Regions from separate parts of the Zea mays genome. Here region 2 is linked to region 1. Evidence: chromatin contacts called from public Hi-C data. All regions are on one chromosome and are shown on one strand. Each heading gives the region's core, a stretch centred on a gene start, on an enhancer-like site or on the middle of the called end of the contact. The rest is flanking DNA. Distances are from core to core; before and after follow the strand shown. Region 1 has its middle 38 kb from the start of LOC100285049. Region 2 has its middle 22 kb from the start of LOC100273693.

Region 1 (3,239 bases), core at 389-2,888:
ACCACAACCACGATGAAACCCTAGCAGCACGCAAGTTTATGTTGTGAATCCTTCCATGGTGAAAAGCAAACAAAATTAACCAATCACCAAAGATCTTTATATAGCTTACATAAATAGTAATTTCACGGACCAAAGACAGAGCTACAGAGTACAAACTCTTCTACCAGCGAAGGCACAAGTTTCCAACATCGCTCTATGTCACCAATTCAAAATACAATCACGCATTCCACTCCAACTCTATCAACATGTGTCAGCTCATCAAGTTAGCTTAAAGATAGTACAATAATTTTCATGGGGGAAAAAAGTTCAAATCTCCTAAACTGCCTCCAACACAAGGATAGGGTCGCCCCTGAATGAACCACAATATAATTCAATATAAATCCAAATTGAAAGACAAATGGTCTCCAAGAGAGACACTTGACAACACTTACATGTGCTCCCCGATCAATGCCGCCCATCGCCATAATGTAAAATAGATTCAACCACTAAGACACTCACCTGTCATCGGAGCAACCTCTGTTGCCCTGGATTACAACGACATCGTCATCAGGAGAGGCCTTGTCCAGTTGCTTGCCTCTAAAGTGGAAGAATGCAGAGGAGAGGAGCCTGGGCATGACAGAGCAGACGAACCAGAGACTCCGGGTCTCGAGGCCGGGCGACACCCAGATGAAGCGAAGGCGGGTGTGGAGGTCAAGGAAGAGCAGCCCCGTTCAGCGCGGGTGCCAGGACTAGTCGATGACGAGGCCGATCATGATAGTGGCCTAGATCGACACCACACAGAGTAGCACGTCGACGACTATATTCTCCGCCACCACGAGGTGCTGCAGCAACGCCACTGCCTCCTCGCACCAACCTGCCATTCCTGCGCTAGGGCTTGAACCTTCTGTCCCTGCCCGTTCCTCTCCAACCCCTTATGTGTTTTTTCCTTTTTCTTCCTTGGCGAAATGGAGGGATGGGAAGGCTAGAGACGAGTGAGGGATGAGGGGATGATCCGAGAAACACTCGCAGTTGGATGCGATTGATTAAGAGAGATAAAATAAATGAAGCGATCTCGATCGTTGGTTTTAATGGTGAGATTTGGCTAGGAGTTATTTGTTGTATGTATTTAGTGATATTTTAACTGGTAGATTATATAGGGGTATAATGTAAGGACAAACGACAATGAGCTGATTTTACGCCATTTTTGTTCTTGACACCCCCCACACACTCTCACAAACACAGCCCACGACTATGTACTAGCAAACAGACCCTTAGTAATTTTAGCACTTTATTTTTTTTGTATATTTAAATGGATGACGATAAATCTAGACATATTTATCAAATATTGTATAAATTCATCAACACACTAAAATGAATACTCTCTCTGTCCTAAAGTAAAATTTGTTTTAGAAATTTATTAGATCCACACAATAATTGATGTATGTGTTTTATATGTGTTTAAATTTATCTTTATCTATTTGAATGTAGATATAAAAATTAAGAGCTAAAATGACTAGTATTTTGGAGAAGGAGGAAGAACATAGGGAGTAAAATAAAGTAGCTTCAAGTTATGGGGCCATTTGGTTTCAGCTCAGGCAATACTCAACACCCGAAGGCCTAGCGCTGCGTCAGTCAGATAGTTAGATTGTTGTATGGGCTGCCTAGAGAGCTCCAACTAACCAGGCTCATAAAGTAGACGGGCCTGTGGGCTGAGGAAGACTGCGTACGAAGAGATGTTGAAGAAAGCATCGGCTAATTCTACGCGTTTTTAACATCTGAGCGAAGCTTTCATTCCCTCGCTGTTGGAACAGTTTCAATTGGGTCAATCCAGTCGGAGCTGAAGGTGACATGTTTTTTTAGGAAAGATGACATGTAGGAATAGGATTCGGTCAATGCCTGTGAGGTAAACGCAGAAAGCGACTTCTAGCGAACTAGTATTTTGAACTTTCGCATAAAATGCAGCCGGCAAGGATCATGACTTTAGCAACTTCCGGACCCTTGGGGTCTTTGGATGTTTGTGCAGTTTGTTTGGCCTCTTTGGATCTATCATAATTAAACAATAATATAACAGGTCAAACCAAACCATTTCTACTTTTATTTAGAGATCTAGTCTCCCTATTCAAAATAATTAATATGCCACTCTACTTTGGACATGTTTGGATCTAATCTTGCCAATATTGTTAGTAGCTGTTCGATTCGAATTAAAGCCTACTCTGCTGTAACTGTAATGCATAGAGATAAAAATATTGTAGAAGCTGTAGAAGCCGGTACGGATTAAAACCAAACAAATAGGCTGTAAAACTAACATTATTAACAAATAGGAAAAAATAAATATTTCTCACTATTTGGAGGTGTGTGGCAAATAATTTGCCATGTCAGTGACACATATTAAATGACTGCTACAGTAACTGAAAAAAATATATATTGCCCTTAGCAAATAGAGAGGCGAATCTAAATTCATTAGTTGGTGAAGATGTGCTAATGGTTCATATACGTGAATCAAACAACACTTTGCTAATAATTATTTACATACTAGCTAACTAAATATTAGCACTAGTGAATTTAAAAGCAACTATAACAAAGTGGTCTAGTCGGGCTGCAAGAAATGTTATATCAGATTTATCGTGACACCAAAGAAAAAGAAATAAAAAAGTTAAGAAAAATGGTCTACTTATCAGTAGTCAGCTGAAAATAGTCTACCCGCGGACACAAAGACACTCTGTAAAAGAAAGAAGTGATCCACAAATTTTGTCTTGTAGTGCTGCAGACACCGGGTTTGACACCAATGTGTACATATTTTTCTACGACAAATTTTGAACCCTGGATATGTAAAATATTTTGAGACCGAACTTTCACAATAGCATTGTATATATCTATCATGAAATACCTTGGCTTCAAACAATAGCCGCCTGCCCTGGCTTTCTTTTATGAAAAATTTTCTTATGTGCTATCAGAATTTATACTCATTTCTTGTATATCATTGAGTGTGATATCAGTAGCTGTGCTGTTCATTGCGCGCCGTCTTAGCCGTCGAACGGGTTTTATGCGGCTGAGGCTTCCGACGCATTGAGCAAGAGGAGGTGGCCGTGTGGTGCTTGGTGCCCAATGACTGATGATAAAAACAACGACTTTGACGTGTTATGGGTCCAATTTTGCTCCTAGCTTTATTATAAGAAATTTGTAATGACTCCATTTTCTCCTATATCTCTTTTTTATATTTTAAATAATAGATTAAGGAAAGCTATTATATATAAGATATT
Region 2 (3,239 bases), core at 495-2,994, 97 kb before region 1:
TATGTCGTTTGGGTTGACCAATGCACTTCCCCATTTTATGGAGACCATGAATAACATGTATGAAAGTTGGACCAATTTGCGGTGGCATTCATTGATGACATATTATTTTTCTCAAAAACTAGGTAAGATCTTGAGCATTATTCGAGGATGGTACTCCAAATATTGTGTAGTAACAATATATATGCTAAATTGAAAAAGTGTGAGTTTTGGATTTCATAAGTTGGATTCTTGAGCCATGTAATCTGTAACACCCTAGGTGTTACAAGAACTAAAACTTTGGCATGTCATCATAAGCATCAACATCATCTTGCTTGATACACTTAGAATGCATTCACTAGGTCAAAACATTCAAACCAAAAGTGATGTGTTGTGTTGTTGTGAGTAAGAGAGGTTTGAAAACCTTGCTTGAAATTGTGTATGAGCAAAGCAACTCCTAAACCGAGGATATTTTGGCAATTTGTTTTGAACGCCAAAGTTGGGTTTTAGGTTAAAGAGCAACAATGCTTTTTAGTGATGGATCAAAGTTGAGATGTCGTTTGGAGAAAAGCAAGCATAGTTGAAACCCTAAACTAGCCCCAAAAGTGAAACTTAAAATCTAATGAGAGTTTGCTCAAAGTCCATATACCAAAGTTGTAGAGCTTGGAAAACTAAGCAACTTTCATATTTGGAGATTTGTATCTTGTGTAAAAAAATTGAAGTAATTTGCAAAAGTTCATAATTGGTCAACTTTTGGATTTCTGAAAATTGTGACCTTGAGCTGATTTTGGATCCATGTATCTTTCTATCTTTGGATTTTGACAGATGTTTGCTATAGCAAACTTGTTGAGTGACTATAGGGGAACAACTTTTATTAAGTGTTATTGCCCTAGAACCATATGGAACTAGGAGAAAAAGTGGTATAAACTGGGTTGACGTATTTTGGATTTCAGACTTAGTGCAACAAACTGAGTCTAAATTTTAGTGTTGTTAGTGCAGTTTTGGAGCTTCTTTTTGGCTAATAGATGAAGTTATGGGTTGTGGTTTTTATGGAAGAGTTGAATACCATATAATGGTGCACAAATCTCCTTCAGCAAGTTTGGCTTTATATGGCATGAAAAATGGAGTAAAAAAGTGCTTGAACTTTTGCTGTCAAGCGTGTGGTGTGCAGTTTCTGGTTCAGTTAGCTGAAACCGAGTTGCAGTATTTTTACCCAACTTTGGAGCTCTATAGCTATCAATTTGTGAGCTTTCGGCTTTAGGTTGCTGCAGAAAATTTGTGGAGCTATATTTTTTAATAAGTTTGGTTGACGGAGATCTCTTACAACTAAAATTTGTGAGTAAATTGAGCTCAAAGTTGCTCTGTCAGATAGGTGTGTGCTGAACGAAATTTAGTTAGCTGAATTGCTGTAGTTCGGTGATGTTGCTCCAACTTTGGAGTTCCAAAGTCAGTTGAGTTTTAACTATAACTACTAGCTATTGAAGCAAAGATGGAAAGCAATCCTCAATAATCAATTGTTAGTAAAATGGATTCTTGAGTTAATATATAAAGTTGGGTGTAAATTGGAGTATAAATTCTGGGTTCAGACGTGCACAGTAGCTCCTTTGTCTGCTCGCCGTTGATCTGAACGCCGCCGACCTCGATATCTTTCATTCGTCGTGTGTTGGCACGTCGCAACTCGGCGTGGCACTTCCGAGCAGGTGCTGGCAATCGCTCACCTCGCTCTCTTTCCCTTTTCCTTATCCTGAGCATCAAGCACGCACGGTTCTATCCTCTGGGGAAGTCCCACTGCTGTCGCTAGGGCTGGAAACGGCGGCTCGGCTTGGCTCTGTGCCTAAACGAACTCGGCTCGGCTCGTTTATTCCACGAGCTGGCGAAATAGTTTCGGCTCGACCTTGGCTCGCGAGCTGGCTCGGCTCGACTCGCGAGTACTTATCGTTGCATTATTTAGTTAATTAATATTATATAAATTTAAAATATAAAATCATCATTCAACATTATGAGTAAATTAAATTATAACTTGTAATATATTCATCATTAAAGACTAAAATAAGCTATTATTTATAAAATTATTTAATATTCATTATTATTGCATAAATTAGTCATTTTTGCGAGACTCGCGAGCCTGTTCAACTCGGCTCGCTGCAAAAACAAGCTTAAAGAAGGGACCGTCTCGCGAGCCTCGAGCTAATTTCCAGCCTATAGTCGCAAGTCCCTGATTCCTCAACAGTCAACACACCCTGGTTCTCCCCATCGGTGGAGCAGCAGCAGCTCGACGTCGACTTCCTCAGCCGCTCGCCTTTAGCCTCGTGCTCGAGCTCCGCTGCAGCTCCGAGACGCCGGCGTGTCTCACTGCTCGACCTCTCTCGTCGCTGCATCTGGACGTACGCCGCTGCTCGCCGCACTCCTTGGTGTGCGCGCTCACCGGCACCCAGCCGTCCTCTCCACGTCGGCATCCTCGCCTCGCCATCACGACGTCGTCGTCGCGCCGTCGTGCGTGCTCCAGCTCTTTAGTGCAGCATCGTCCACCTTCGCGCCTTTGCATCCGTAGAACTCGCTGGCGTCGTCAACTATCGCCAGATCCTCCCGTCCTCTGCTGCCTCAACGTGCTCACTTGTGAGCCGTGTGCCGCCACGACTCAACTTCGGCGTGTCCTGCGCGAGCTCGCTTCAACCCGACGCGCTGCCTCAGCTCGTCCTCGGCTCCTTCCCGTCCGAACCATGGGTCGCAGCAACCTCGCCATCGGAGTAGATCCTAGCCTCCGCACCGCCGTCGTCACCCTATTTATTCGGCGTCGTTTGCCTCGCCTCACCGGTTCGTCGTTGAATTTTAATTGTTGAAACTGTCGGCAAGAGTTCGTTCGGCGTCAATTCCTGCAGATTGCCGCATCTACGTCCTCTCTAGCCAGGATCCGCTGCGGTGCCTCATTCTCTATTGGTCGTGTGGCCATGTGCCAGGGAAGGAAACTACAACCGCGATGTTTACTTGACGTCCTACCTCTGACCTCGTCGCAGTCTTTGCCGCTCACGCTCCATCTTCTTCAGGTTCGACAGCGTTATCTAAGTGTTCCAATGAATAGAATCGTTGTGAGTGTCCAGGGAAAGATTTTTCATGAGTGTTTGTAGTTGTGAGTGTCCAGGAAAGATTTTTCCATGAGGGTTTGTAGCCGGCTTGTGACTCGCGCTATTGGATCCGACCTTGTAATTTTGTATGTGTGTCGCAATCATGTAATTAATGGACAAAAGGGACTAAATGGTAAAAAA

Evidence for each region. A called contact is a pair of places that touch in the nucleus more often than the background predicts.
Region 2: a Hi-C map of leaf shows a contact between it and region 1, with 4 times the contacts expected there. The contact joins two enhancer-like sites. A contact is called at or near these places in 7 of 25 Hi-C or Micro-C datasets (ear, leaf and tassel).

What each region holds. Positions count from the first base shown.
Region 1 is chr1:248,790,015-248,793,253 of Zm-B73-REFERENCE-NAM-5.0, reverse strand. No RefSeq gene overlaps it. Among protein-coding and RNA genes, the nearest start is that of LOC100285049, 38 kb to the left of the region's middle. Within about 2 kb of position 1,638, at least 17 of the 20 cell types and tissues checked have an H3K27ac peak or open chromatin away from gene starts, as enhancers often do. A contact at or near this core is called in leaf, where this site is marked.
Region 2 is chr1:248,886,981-248,890,219 of Zm-B73-REFERENCE-NAM-5.0, reverse strand. No RefSeq gene overlaps it. Among protein-coding and RNA genes, the nearest start is that of LOC100273693, 22 kb to the left of the region's middle. Within about 2 kb of position 1,744, at least 10 of the 20 cell types and tissues checked have an H3K27ac peak or open chromatin away from gene starts, as enhancers often do. A contact at or near this core is called in leaf, where this site is marked.